Linked DNA regions of Pan troglodytes: region 1 is linked to region 2. The links are chromatin contacts, called in public Hi-C maps. All regions are on one chromosome and are shown on one strand. The core of a region is the stretch at or near the end of the contact, and the rest is flanking DNA. Distances in the headings are between cores, read along the strand shown. Region 1 overlaps TMEM132B (transmembrane protein 132B). Region 2 overlaps TMEM132B (transmembrane protein 132B).

Region 1 (5,727 bases), core at 2,875-5,374, 140 kb after region 2:
GTAGCTTGACCCAAGAGCTTGGACTGTGTGAGGACCGAGTTTCTTTGACTTCCTGGTTTGCTTTTCATGGTGTTGACCCCACTCCAGGGCCCTGCAGCTCTGAGCTCCCCATGTAGCGCAGTGACATTTGGGGGTTTTGGGCCTCCAGCCTCCTACCACGCTGTTCACAGGGAGAGGGGGACACCCCAGGGAGCCTCTGCACAAACCCAGAGTCTCTCTCTCCCCCTTAATGGCCGGCACTAGGTCACATGCCCAGTTATGACCAAATCAAGGTTCTCCACAAAGGGAGAGAAGACTGTAGACACTGGAGAGGCGACCAACAAATGCTTAATAAGAAAAGAACTCTGAGGAGCTCGGCACTTGGCCTGTCCCTGTGCCTTTGAGCTTCAGAAGAGTCATTGTGTGATCTATTGATTGCTTTTGGGGAGGAGAATTACTCTGTTCCGAAGTGACTGGTCTCAGGCTGGACAAGCCCCGTCAGTATTCCAGACTTGGTTGAAAAAGCCACTTGCCCTCCTTGCTGACCTGTTTCCAATGAAGACGATATGAGCTCAAAATGGAGCACATGAGCTCTGACATTCCGTTGTCCTGGCAACCTGTATGGTAAACATCGGCTTAACACTGTTTGATGGGGGGAGGTGGGAATTAGGAACTGGGGGGTGTTGAATAAAGCTGAAGATTTGGTGCCCTCACCTCAGCTCCAGACTCTATGGGAAATGTTTGGTGCAGCATCCAGAATGGACACCACTGCTGTCTGCACCGGGGGAGGTCGGAAGGAAGGGAATGGCCTGGTACAACCAGGACAGGGATGGGACCAGACCCAAGGGGAGGTTTTCCTATGTCCTATTCAGATTCTCCCTTTGCAGCAAACTTCTTGAAAGAGTTGCCTGTTCTCCGTGCACCCCTTCCTCTTGTCCTGCTCACTCATTGTGCTTCTTGCCACCCTGTTACTATTGAAACTGTCCACCGAGGCCGCCAAAGCTATTGCCACATGCAGGGCCACTTCTCCAGGCTTGGCTTTTTTGCAGCTCAGAGGCACTGATGGGAGTGATGCCTCCCTCGTTCTCATCTCCCCAGGGTCTCCCTGCCTTCTCTAACAACACAGGCACCTGCTCTCCCTTCCCTCTCTCTCCCTGGATGCCCCCTGAGCCTTCTCTGCAGGCTTGCCCCCTGCTAGACCTTTCCACCAAAACCTCTCTCCACCAAAGCCTCTCTCCACCAAGGCTCTCTTTCCCTCCTCTTTTTCCCACTCTGCATGTTTCTCTTTGGGCCACTTTTCCCAATGGCTTCTGTCACCACCTCTCTTCTGCTGACACCCAAATCTCCCTCTAGCTCACAGGTCTCTCCTGAGCTCCAGCATCAGCATCTAACTCATTTCTACATGGGGGCCCACAAATATCAAAGACTAAATACGTCCCAAGCAGAGCTCAGCACCTTCTCCCAAATACCCACCCCCCTTGTCCCAGTGACGGGTCCACCCTTGTGCCCAAGACTAAGCTCAAAATGCCTCTTTGTCTTTTCTTCCCTCTCTCAGCACCCTCTCCCCTCCCATCATAGCTAATTGGTGTCCAAGTCCTACCAGTATCTCTTCATTTCCTCTCCATCCTGGTGGCCCTTTCTGCAGTAGAGGCTGCAGTGAGTTTGAGGATTTCAGGCCCGATCAGGAAGAGTGAGCTTTTTTACTTGGGCAGTATGTTGACAGGTTGCATGCGGGGGACATCTCCTATAGCAGGAGAACTTCCAGAGACTGTGGCCATCACCTGGGCCACGAGCCAACCAGGAAGGAAGAAGGAACTCCTGGGGAAAAGGAGAGCTAGAGAGGGGGCTTAAGTGTCCAGGTCACACAGCAGGACCATTGGGTGCCTCTGGGCCAGGGGGCTCCAAGGGGCAGCAGCTGCCTGGGGTCTTCTCTAGCCCAAGGTTTTTAAAAAAAATCTGTGGCTGGCAGATGCTGGGTGCAGTTTCTCAGGATATATAAAGCAGGCGGGCTCTACATAGCTAAGAGTCTGCTTCTTTGGGCTACATTTAAAACAATGGGTTGTGTAAAATTTTGATTTTGGCACCGGGGGGTCTTGGAGAATGGATGGCCCTAGCCTACTCTGAAGAAGTAAACCTGGGGCCAGTCTACAAGGACCGTGTTTGGCCCGTTTGTAAAACAAAGTCACCCTGCCCTTGGGGCTGGGCCATCGCATTCATTTCCCTGTCTTGGCCTTTCCTGCTTTTAGTCCATTCTCCGTAATAGCAGAGTGATGTCTTAACCGTGTTATATCAAGTGGTGCCATGAACCTGGGACCTCAGTCACTCAGGTGGCTTCCCATTACCCTGGGATAAAGTCCAAACACAATGCAGTGGCCTCCGCCAGCCCTGAAGGATGTGCCCTTTCCTCCCTTTCCAGCCCAGCACGGTGCCCTCACTCCTGCCCAGCCACCAGACCCTTGCAGCTGCAGCAGGGTTCTGTGTTCTGCCCACGCTGTTTCCTCTGCTGGGAGCCTTCTTCCCCACCTGGGACCTGGCTATTCCACGTGTCCTTCGGCTACTGTGTTAGTCTCCTGGGGCATCCGTCATACATTTATTCTCTTTTGAAGGGCAGATGTCCAAAATCAAGGTGTTGGCAGAGCCACACTTGCTCTGAAGGCTCTAGGGGAGGGAGGATCCTTCCTGCCTCTTCAGCTTCTGGTGGCTCCAGGCATTCCTTGGCTTGTGGCCCCATCACTCCAGTCTCTCACTTCATTTTCACATGACCTTCCCTGTCTCTATTCTCTCTTCTGCTTCTAAGGTCACCAGTCATTGGATTTAAAGTCTGCCTTTATCCAATATGATCTGCTTACATCATCAAAGACCCTATTTCCAAGTAAGGTTCCAGGTGGATGTGTTTTGGGGGCACCATTCAATGAACTACGGGTGCTGTTTTCTCTGGCTCCTTCAAGACTGCACTGGGGCCTCTCCTCGGTACATGTGCCCTCATGACTCTTGCTTTTCTTTACTGGAATGGCTTGTTCATTCTTCAGCTCCAAACTAGACTAAACTCTGTGAGGACAGGGCTGCTTTGCTCTATCCTCCCTGCAACTTCAGTGCCGGGCACAGGACTGGCTCTTAATGGGTACTGAATGAACACTGTTATGGACTGAATGTTCGCATTCTCCCCCACCCCCAAATGTATTTGCTGAAGCCCTAATCTCCAATGTGATGGTATCAGGAGGTAGAGCCCTCGAGGGGTAATTAGATTTAGGTGAGGTTGCGAGGGTGGGGCCCCCATGAGTGCTTTTATAAGTAGAGAAAGAAGTACCAGTGCTTCCTCCCTCATGCGAGGATACGGCAAGAATGCATGTCCATAAGGAAGAAGGCATGCACCAGACATCAAATCTGCTGGCGCCTTGATCTTGATCTTCCAGCCTCTAGACCTGTGAGAAATGAATATCTGTTGTTGAAGCCTCCCAGCCTATGATGGATTTGTTACAGCTGGCCAAGCTGACTTAGACAAATGAGTGTGCCTGATCCATCCCATTGAATGTGACAGAACCCCAGGAGGCAGATGGTATTCTTGTCTTGCTAAGTAGGGCTGAGTCACTCAGCAGGCAGCCCAGCCAGGCAAGAGGCAGGCTGACTTTCTAGCCCAAGCCTCCTTCTCTAGAACCCAAGCTCCCTCCACCCTTGGGTCTGGGGTCCTATGAGGCACTGACTTGAGGAGGATGATAAGGTCTGAGTGGCTTTTGGCTGGAACGAGATGGGACAATGGGCTGGTTACTTTCCTGGGACTATTCCCTAACAGATGTCTCAGAGCTGTCGTGGCTTTGTCCCCAAGCCACTCATTGTCACTGACACAGGCCGTATTCATCTCTCTTGAGATTGGCCTTTTAAAGTGTTCCCCCAGCCCCGGCCCCTTGACATTCAGGTGGCCAATGAAAGGAAACAACAGGAACAGCTTTCAGGCCAGGGACTAGAGAGATTTTCCCCGTGGAGTGAATACCTCTGAACACAAAGGGAAGAAAAAGCCCTTTCATAAAACTACCCGATCTTCACTGGAAGGAATGCGACAGATACAGGCAAAAATCAGTTCTCCACTTTGTGATTTCTCAGGGTGATGGAAGTGGACAAAGGGAAGGGGAGAGAGGGTTTCAATGCAGTAGCCCTGCTGGCAGCCTGTGGCCATTGTTCGGCGGCCGTCGCTGTGGTCCGACGATCTGTGTCACGCTGGACTGATGGAAAACCCAGGTGTTTCTCCGGGTCACGGGATGCGTGTGGTGTGGGTGCGTCCCCGCTTCCAAATAGAATTTCATGTTCTTCCGGAGCACAGAGAACCCACGGGGTGCTGGCTGCCACTTGTGGTCTCCTCTGTCCAGGCTGATGGTTTGGGGACAGTGACTCCCTTTCTCCCCTAAGCCTATCCTGGTTTGGGTTTGTGTGATTTGCAAACAAAGAATCTGGTCCCATAGAGTAGTCGCGCTTTGTTTAAGGGGTTTCTGTTGGAAAGCAGCAGTGGGCCTTGGTGAAAGTCCCCAGATTGCCCTAAACCGCCCAAATCGGGGTTTCATCTCTGGAAGAGGGGACGGATGCACCACCGGCTCCTCGTGCAGCGCTGGCGGCGGCGGCCACTGGGTGGCGGTGTTGCCCGCGAGGCCCGGGGTCTGCGGAGGAGGGAGCCGGACGGGGAGCGGGGCGGGGACAGCGCCGGGGAGGGCCTGGCCCGGGTGGGCTCAGTCCGGGCTCCTGGGTCGGTCCCCTCCTCCGCGTTGCTGCCCCAGGATTCCGCTTCGTCCTCCGCTGACTCTGAGCGACACAGGACAAGCTCTGAATTGCATTCCAGGAAAAGGGGACTGAGGCTTTGTATTTTTCCTCCGCACCAAGATTCCCAAGGCTGCTGTTAAGGGTTTTTACCCAGGGTGGGGTCCACGGCGGAGCCCTGGGGTCTGTGTGAAGGGGAGGTGCTGTTTCTTTCCCGAGTTCTCCGTGGCTTTTAGTCCACGGGTTTCGAGGTCGCACTGTGGTTAAAAGCAGCACATGAGCCCTTTACTCCGGGTGAAATCTGGAACCAGCTCACATGTGGCTCACCAGGAAGAAGCTGAGTCTCTTCCCCAAGCTGAGGAAGAGGAGCAGGAGCCGTACAGATGCCAGGACCCGGCAGAGCAGGGGTTAAGCCCACACTCTGGGGCCCACTCTTGGCTGCACCCCTTACTGGCTGTGTGACCTTAGGCAAGTTTTTTGACCTCTCTGTGCCTTCATTTTTGAATCTATAAAATGGCTATATTATTACAAGTTATTTATTTGATACATTTGGAGATGCGGTGTTGCTCTGTCGCCCAGGCTGGAGTGTAGTGGCGTAATCTCAGCTCACTGCAGCCTTGACCTCCCGGGCTCTAACGATCCTCCCACCTTAGCCTCCCAAGTAGCTGGGACTACAGACACTTGCTGTCTTGCCTGGTTATTTTTTATTTACATTTTTTTTGTAGAGCTGAGGTCTCACTTGTTGCCCAGGCTTCTCTTTAACTCCTGACCTCAAGCCATCCCAAAGTGCTGGGATTACAGACGTGAGCCGCTGAGCCCTGCCCAAATTTATTTAGGTAATAATTATATAATAGTATTAATATACCATATGAAAATAATACTCTAGCTCATAGGATTGTGTAAAGAATAAATGTCTAAAGAGCTAATAATACATGTTAATACATTTAAAACTTGTTAATCCATGTATCAGAACATGTTACTTAGTATGTTTATACATGTTAATGT
Region 2 (6,244 bases), core at 1,573-4,072:
GAACCAGCCAGGCTTATACTCCCAGGTGGTGGGTAGTCGTTAAGCTCCTTTGATGTGCTAGCCTTTGCCGAGTCTTTCACTTCCTTTCTGTTCCCTCTCTCTTTGCAACAAATAAATGTATTAACGCAAACTAAGGCTTAGAGCCGTAGAAATCAAACACATCAGAGTCAACTCTGTAGGCAACTGGGAGTCCTTTCAAATTCTGTGCCCCTGAGTGATTAGATGGCTATGTTGAAGGGCAAGACTTTGGCAGGCCGAATTTTGGTCTCATGCACTGGAATACTGGTTTATCCCCTTGGCCACTGTGAGACTCAGTTTTCCCATCTGTAAAATGGGCCCCAAAATTCTCCCTGGCTGTTCTCATTACAAGGCTGGGGACTTCAGCAAGAAAGAGGTTCGTAAATAACAATGGTGTGCTGATGCGTGAAGCTGTTAGCACAGGGCATGAGTCCCAGGATAGGAAAGGAGGCAAGAAAGGAAGGGCTGATTGGGGACACGTGCTGCAGCTATCACAGCTGCAAAGAGAAGAATCATGAACCTCAGAATTAGTAGTAACACAATAACTAACCCTGCTGTAGGGCACACTGTGTGTTCTTAGCCCTTCGTTAGATTTTATTTCACGGATTCTTCAACAACCCTAATGGGGTAGGGACTTCTGTTTGTCCCATTTTACAGATACGCAAACTGAGGCCCAGAGAGGCAATGTGAGGTTTGCAAAGTCACACAGCCGATAAGTGATGGGGTGCAAGTGTGAACCCTGGTGTGTCTGTCCCAGAGTTGGTTCTCTTAGCTACTACATTCAGTTCACGGGCACTGAAGTTTTGGTGCAATTTATTGGATTTTGAGGCTGATTTGCACCCAAGGGATTAAGGGATGTGTCTTGAGTCAAGGGGAGAGTTGGGTTTTTTGTGAGAAACAGAGTTTGGAGAATTTTGCCCCTCCCCCAACCCCCATTTATTTTAGAAATGAGGTCTTGCTCTGTTTCCAGGCTGGAGTGCATTGGCTCAGTCATAGCACACTGCAGCCTCAGACTCCCAGGCTCAAGACATTCTCTTGCCTTGGCCTCTCAAAGTGCTGGGATTATAGGTGTTGAGCCACCATGCCTGGCTGAAACCTGTCCCTTCTAAAGTCCACCTCCTCATTCGGCAGCCCCGGCCTGCTTCGGCAGGAGGGACTTGGCGTTTGTGGAAACAGCAGATGTGGAAGGCCCCTGGAAGGCGGATGGCTGCAAACTTCTCTTGTTAGTCACCAGGATTTACAAATTCAGAGATGTCAGTGTCACAATCCAGTTTCTGTCTTTGCTCAATAAATTGGGAGATCTTGGAATACTGGTTTAGCCCCTTGGCCTCTGTGAGACTCAGTTTTCCCATCTGTAAAATGGGCGCCGAAATTCTCCCTGGCTGTTCTCATTACAAGGCTGGGTGGTTCAGCAAGAAAGAGGTTTGTAAACAACAACGGCGTGCTGATGCCATTGTTGTGCTAACAACAACAGCCTAACAGCCCTGAGGCTGTTAGCACAGGGCATGAGTCCCAGGACAGGAAAGGAGGCAAGAAAGGAAGGGCTGACTGGGGACACATGCTGCAACCATCACAGCTGCAAAGAGAAGAATCATGAACCATCAGCCGTCTGCCAAGTGGTTTCTCACTTCAGGATTTCATGGGATTCTTGGGCAACTGTTGAGTGAGGGGTAGGATGTGTCCTCAGATGGGGACACTGAGGCTCAGAGGAACCTAGGGACTGACTCAAGATAAGTCAATCCATGAATGGCAGGGTAGGGTCTCCTCCCCAGAGCTCATGACTTCTGCCCCGATGGTGCCTTCTTGTCCTGGAGTTTTGCCTCAATTTCCCTGCCCTCAGGCCTGGGTGCCTGTGATCTCCAGGGCTTGTGTTCTAGGGCAGGTTGGGTGATGATGAGGAGACAAATAAGAAGCTCATAAATACAGCCACAGGAAAATCCCAGACATTAATTTGTGTTTTTCATGGTCAATGCAAGGCGATATGATGAAGAGTGACTGTGCGATCCAGGAAGACTTCTTAGAGGAGGTGGCAGTTTTCTAATTTGAGACCTTAATGACCAGAAAGAGCCAACTGAGAGAAGGGGGTTCCAGGCAGAAGGCATGTGAATCCTTGCACGGTTCTTTGCAGAGTGCCTGGCACACAGCAAGTGCTCAAGAAATGGCAACCAGCTCATTCATTCATTCATTGAACAGAGGTATAAATCGGGGCTAAGCACTTGGGACACAGCAGGGAACAAAAGAGACAAATCCCACACTCTGTCATTCTTGCAGAGCAAGACAACAGTAAAGCAGTGGACAAAGAAATCTGAACTTCAATGTCAAGTGCCATGGGGAGAGAAATGAAGCAGAGGAGCTCAGAGGAGCTGGTCATCGCTTTCCTGCTCCACCAGCTGCATGGCTTTCCATCTTCCCATTCAGGGCAGAATGGACTCTCAATGCCCATTCTCTGCCGGCTGGGGGCAGGAGAGAAAGAAGCCTGGGTTCTTTGGAGTTGAATTCCAGTGCCTTCCCTTGGCTAAATCAGCTGGTTCTGCAGCCAGGGTGCTCCTGTCTCCCTTTCCTGACACCTTGACTCTTAACTGATCAATACCCTCTCCTTATGCTTCGGCCCTAAAATAGTTACATAAAAAATCAATACAGTCCAATTTGATTTGCTGTATTTTATTACTGAGGGTGATAGAGTTGCTCGGTGCTCCGAGCCTGGTCTGAATTAACCCGTTGGGGAGGGGGGGGCTCTTACTCATTGTGGCCACGCCTCCGAGTCCGGGATGCAGTGCCCGGGAGGGGTGACTCAGTAAATCATGCCTCAGATGTCTGCTTTGTGTCCTGAATGCCTCCTGCCGGGGCTCTCAACACATCACAGCAAATGGACACATGAAAATACTGCCGTGGCTGCAGCCGGCACTCCTGGGGTGACTCCCCCGGGCCTTCCAAGGGGTCTTGGCTTTGTTTTTGGAACTCTGGAAGTGGGGCTGGCAGCACCTCATCTCCTGGCTCCCGGAGTCTGCGGCTCTTTGTTTGCTGGGTCCTCTCCGTGTTGTGTACTCTGCCGACGTATTTATGTCTTTGGCTTGGTATTTTTCCTTTCTGTAGTTGTGCCATCTGCTGCTGCAGGCTGCTAGCATTCCTGACGAGCAGAGGGGGCCAGGTCAGTGGGGTTGGGGGACACCTGGGCAGAGAGATGGCAGAGGTGGGAGGGCCGGGTGGGAGGGGAACCTGTTTTTTGCGAGTCTGTAGGTTGGGCAAGGGAAGGGAAGGGGGAGGCGTGGTGTAGATGGAAAATGTTATTTTGCTAGAAAACTTGTCTCTAAGCAGCAGCGAATCAGAACTTTTCCAGGCTGGTGGAGGGCTGCTGGCTGCCTCTGGGCCATATCTGGCCTGCAGACTTTTCTTATTAGTTGCCAACATTTAAAAATTGGGAGCTGTCAATATTACTATACAGGTTTCTGGTTTTTCTCAAGAAATCGGGAATTCTGGGCAGTGTTGGCCTCGCCTCTTGACCTGAGACTCAGTTTCCCTTTCTGTAAAATGGGCTCTGAACTCGCTGTGGCCGGCCTTGTTCCTGGAGACTCCCTCCAATTTGCATCCTCCCTGCCTTCCTGCCTTTGTCTTCTCCGAGACATTTTTATTGTGCACCTGCACTGTGCCAGCCCCTGTCCGTGGTGCTGGGGATATCAGCAGGAAAAAGACAGGCAAAAAACCCTGTCTTTGTGGTTAGCATTAAGGTGGAGAGAGACGGATACTGAACACAATAAATAACTAAACACACTGTTCATTACCTGGTGGTCTGTGCTGTGGGGAAATGGAGTGGGCGAGCAGAGATGGAGGGCTGGGGAGGAAGGAGGGTTTGCGGGTTTTTTTTTTTTTTTTTTTTTTTTGAGATGGAGTTTTACTCTTGTTGCCCAGGCTGGAGTGCAGTGGAGTGATCTTGGCTCACTGCAACCTCTGCCTCCCGGGTTCAAGTGATTCTCCTGCCTCAGCCTCCCAAGTAGCAGTGATTACAGGCTCTCACCACCATGGCTGGCTAATTTTTGTATTTTTAGTAGAGACGGGGTTTCACTGTGTTTGCCCAGGCTGGTCTTGAACTCCTGACCTCAGGCAATCCACCCACCTTGGCCTCCCAAATTGCTGTATTACAGACGTGAGCCACCGCGCCCGGCCAGGTTTGCAGTTTTATACAGCAGAGTCAGGAAGGTGGCATCTGAACAAAGACCTAAAGGGGTAAGGGAGGAGGCCAGGTGGCTATCTTGGGAAGAGTGTTCCAGGCAGAGGGAACAGCAGGTGTAAAGGCCCTGAGGTGGGAATGTGCTTGGCAGGGTCGAGGGACGGAAGGGAGGCCAGTGAGAGCTGTTCCCTCACTCTTTGGGCTGAACGAGTGAGAGAACAGCAGGAGGAAAGGAGGCCAGGGCGGTGAAAGTTCTAACCAAACTAGTCTTTGGTTAGAACTTTGAGTTTTACTCTGAGTGAGATGGGAGCTGTTGGCAGGTTAGAGCCGAGGAGGGATCTGCTTTGACTCACAGGAGCAGAAGCCCTGAGGGGCTACTGCAGTAGTCCAGGCAAGTGACAATGGCTGCTTGGACTGAGTGGTTGCTGCAGAGGAGGTGAGAAGTAGTGAGATGTGGGGTGTATTCTGAAATTTGAGCCACAAGATTTGCTGATGAATTGGGTTCATTTAGTAGATATTTATTGAGTGTCTACTATGTGCTCATTACTGTACTTGGAATTGGGACCAGATCAATATTTCTTAGTGATGAAATTAACAAACAGAACAACAGAACTTCATCCGTGAGTTGGGCCTTTGCCTTTTGTTTGATCTTCCCAAGAGTCCCAGTGGAGGACAGCCTGCATTTTTGCATCTGTAAGATGGAGATATTTTTACATCATTAATGGCTGGGCACGGCGGCTCATGCCTGTAATCCCAGCACTTTGGGAGGCCGAGGTGGGTGGATCACATTAGGCCAGGAATTCAAGACCAACCTGGCCAACATAGCGAAACCCCATCGCTACTGAAAATACAAAAAATTAGCTGGGCATGGTGGTACATGCCTGTGGCCCCAGCTACTCAGGAGGCTGAGGCAGGGGAATTGCTTGAGCCTGGGAGGCAGAGTTGCAGTGAGCCGAGATCATGCCACTGCACTCCAGCCTGGGTGACAGAGCAAGACTCCGTCACAAAAAGAAACAAAACATCATTAAGGAGAATAAAGTTAAGAGGGGTCATGAGATGATAGTTGTGGAATGTTTACTGGCACATAGTAAGTGCTCAGTAAAGAGTGGCAATGATGAATATTGTTAGTATAATGCTGATGATCTTAATAATGATGCTTGACGCGACCAGGGCTCAGTTATGCTGCTTGCCCCGGGAGAAACACAGCTGGAAAGAGCAGAGTTAGGATTTGACTTGTGGTCTGTCAGACTCAGTTTGGTATTCGTTTTTCCTGCTGAAATCACTAAGATTTTTATTTTTAATTAACTTTTATTTTAAGTTCAGGGGTACATGTGCAGGTTTGTTATGTAGGTAAACTTGTGTCGTGGGGGTTTGCTGTACAGATTATTTTATCACCTAAGTATTAAACCTAGTATCCATTAGTTATTTTTTCCTGATTCTCTCCCTCCTCCCACCCTCCACCCTCCTATAGGCCCCAGTGTGTGTTGTTCCCCTCTGTGTGTCCATGGAAATTGCTAAGATTAAAAGAAAAAAATCTTCCTCTGTTCATGATGTGATGATTCTGGCACAGTTTATTGTTCATTTGCTGGTACAGGTGTTTTTGTTTTATTTAGTAGAGGTGTATGTGAAAAGGTCTGTGTCAATCAAATTTTATTTCCTCCGTCAACTTCCAGGACATTTTAGAGATGTGTAAATTCTGTTTGACCCTTAGCCGGCCTCGGCTCCTGACTTGTTGCTTGTTATTTTCTGTACCCTTTAATCCAGGCATCAGCAAGCCATAGGCCATGGACCAAATTTGGCCCTCTACTTGTTTTTTAAATAAAGTTTTATTGGAACACAGCGGTGCCTATTTGTTTACATATTGTCTACAACTACTTCTGTACAACAGTGACAGAATTAAGTAGTTGTGACAGGTATCATATGGCTTGCAAAGCCTATATAACCTGTCTGCTCTCTGGTCTTGTCCTTTTAAAGACAAAATTTGCCTTAAATGTTCAAGTAGGGAATGCTCTGTGAATGTATGTTTATAGGACACTGACAGTGTTCAAAAACAAGCCATCA

Evidence for each region. Hi-C and Micro-C count contacts between places; a contact is called where the count stands out from the background.
Region 1: a contact with region 2 is called in a Hi-C map of stem cell-derived neural progenitor cells, with 2.6 times the contacts expected there. The contact joins two enhancer-like sites. A contact is called at or near these places in 3 of 7 Hi-C or Micro-C datasets (induced pluripotent stem cells and stem cell-derived neural progenitor cells) and 1 of 1 datasets of contacts at active chromatin or transcription factors (stem cell-derived excitatory neurons).

The regions. Positions count from the first base shown.
Region 1 is chr10:132,159,482-132,165,208 of NHGRI_mPanTro3-v2.0_pri, forward strand. All of the region lies in intron 2 of TMEM132B (transmembrane protein 132B), which reads left to right. Among named protein-coding and RNA genes, the nearest start is that of TMEM132B, 180 kb to the left of the region's middle. Within about 2 kb of position 4,125, at least 14 of the 24 cell types and tissues checked have an H3K27ac peak or open chromatin away from gene starts, as enhancers often do. A contact at or near this core is called in stem cell-derived neural progenitor cells, where this site is marked.
Region 2 is chr10:132,025,094-132,031,337 of NHGRI_mPanTro3-v2.0_pri, forward strand. All of the region lies in intron 2 of TMEM132B (transmembrane protein 132B), which reads left to right. Among named protein-coding and RNA genes, the nearest start is that of TMEM132B, 46 kb to the left of the region's middle. Within about 2 kb of position 2,823, at least 9 of the 24 cell types and tissues checked have an H3K27ac peak or open chromatin away from gene starts, as enhancers often do. A contact at or near this core is called in stem cell-derived neural progenitor cells, where this site is marked.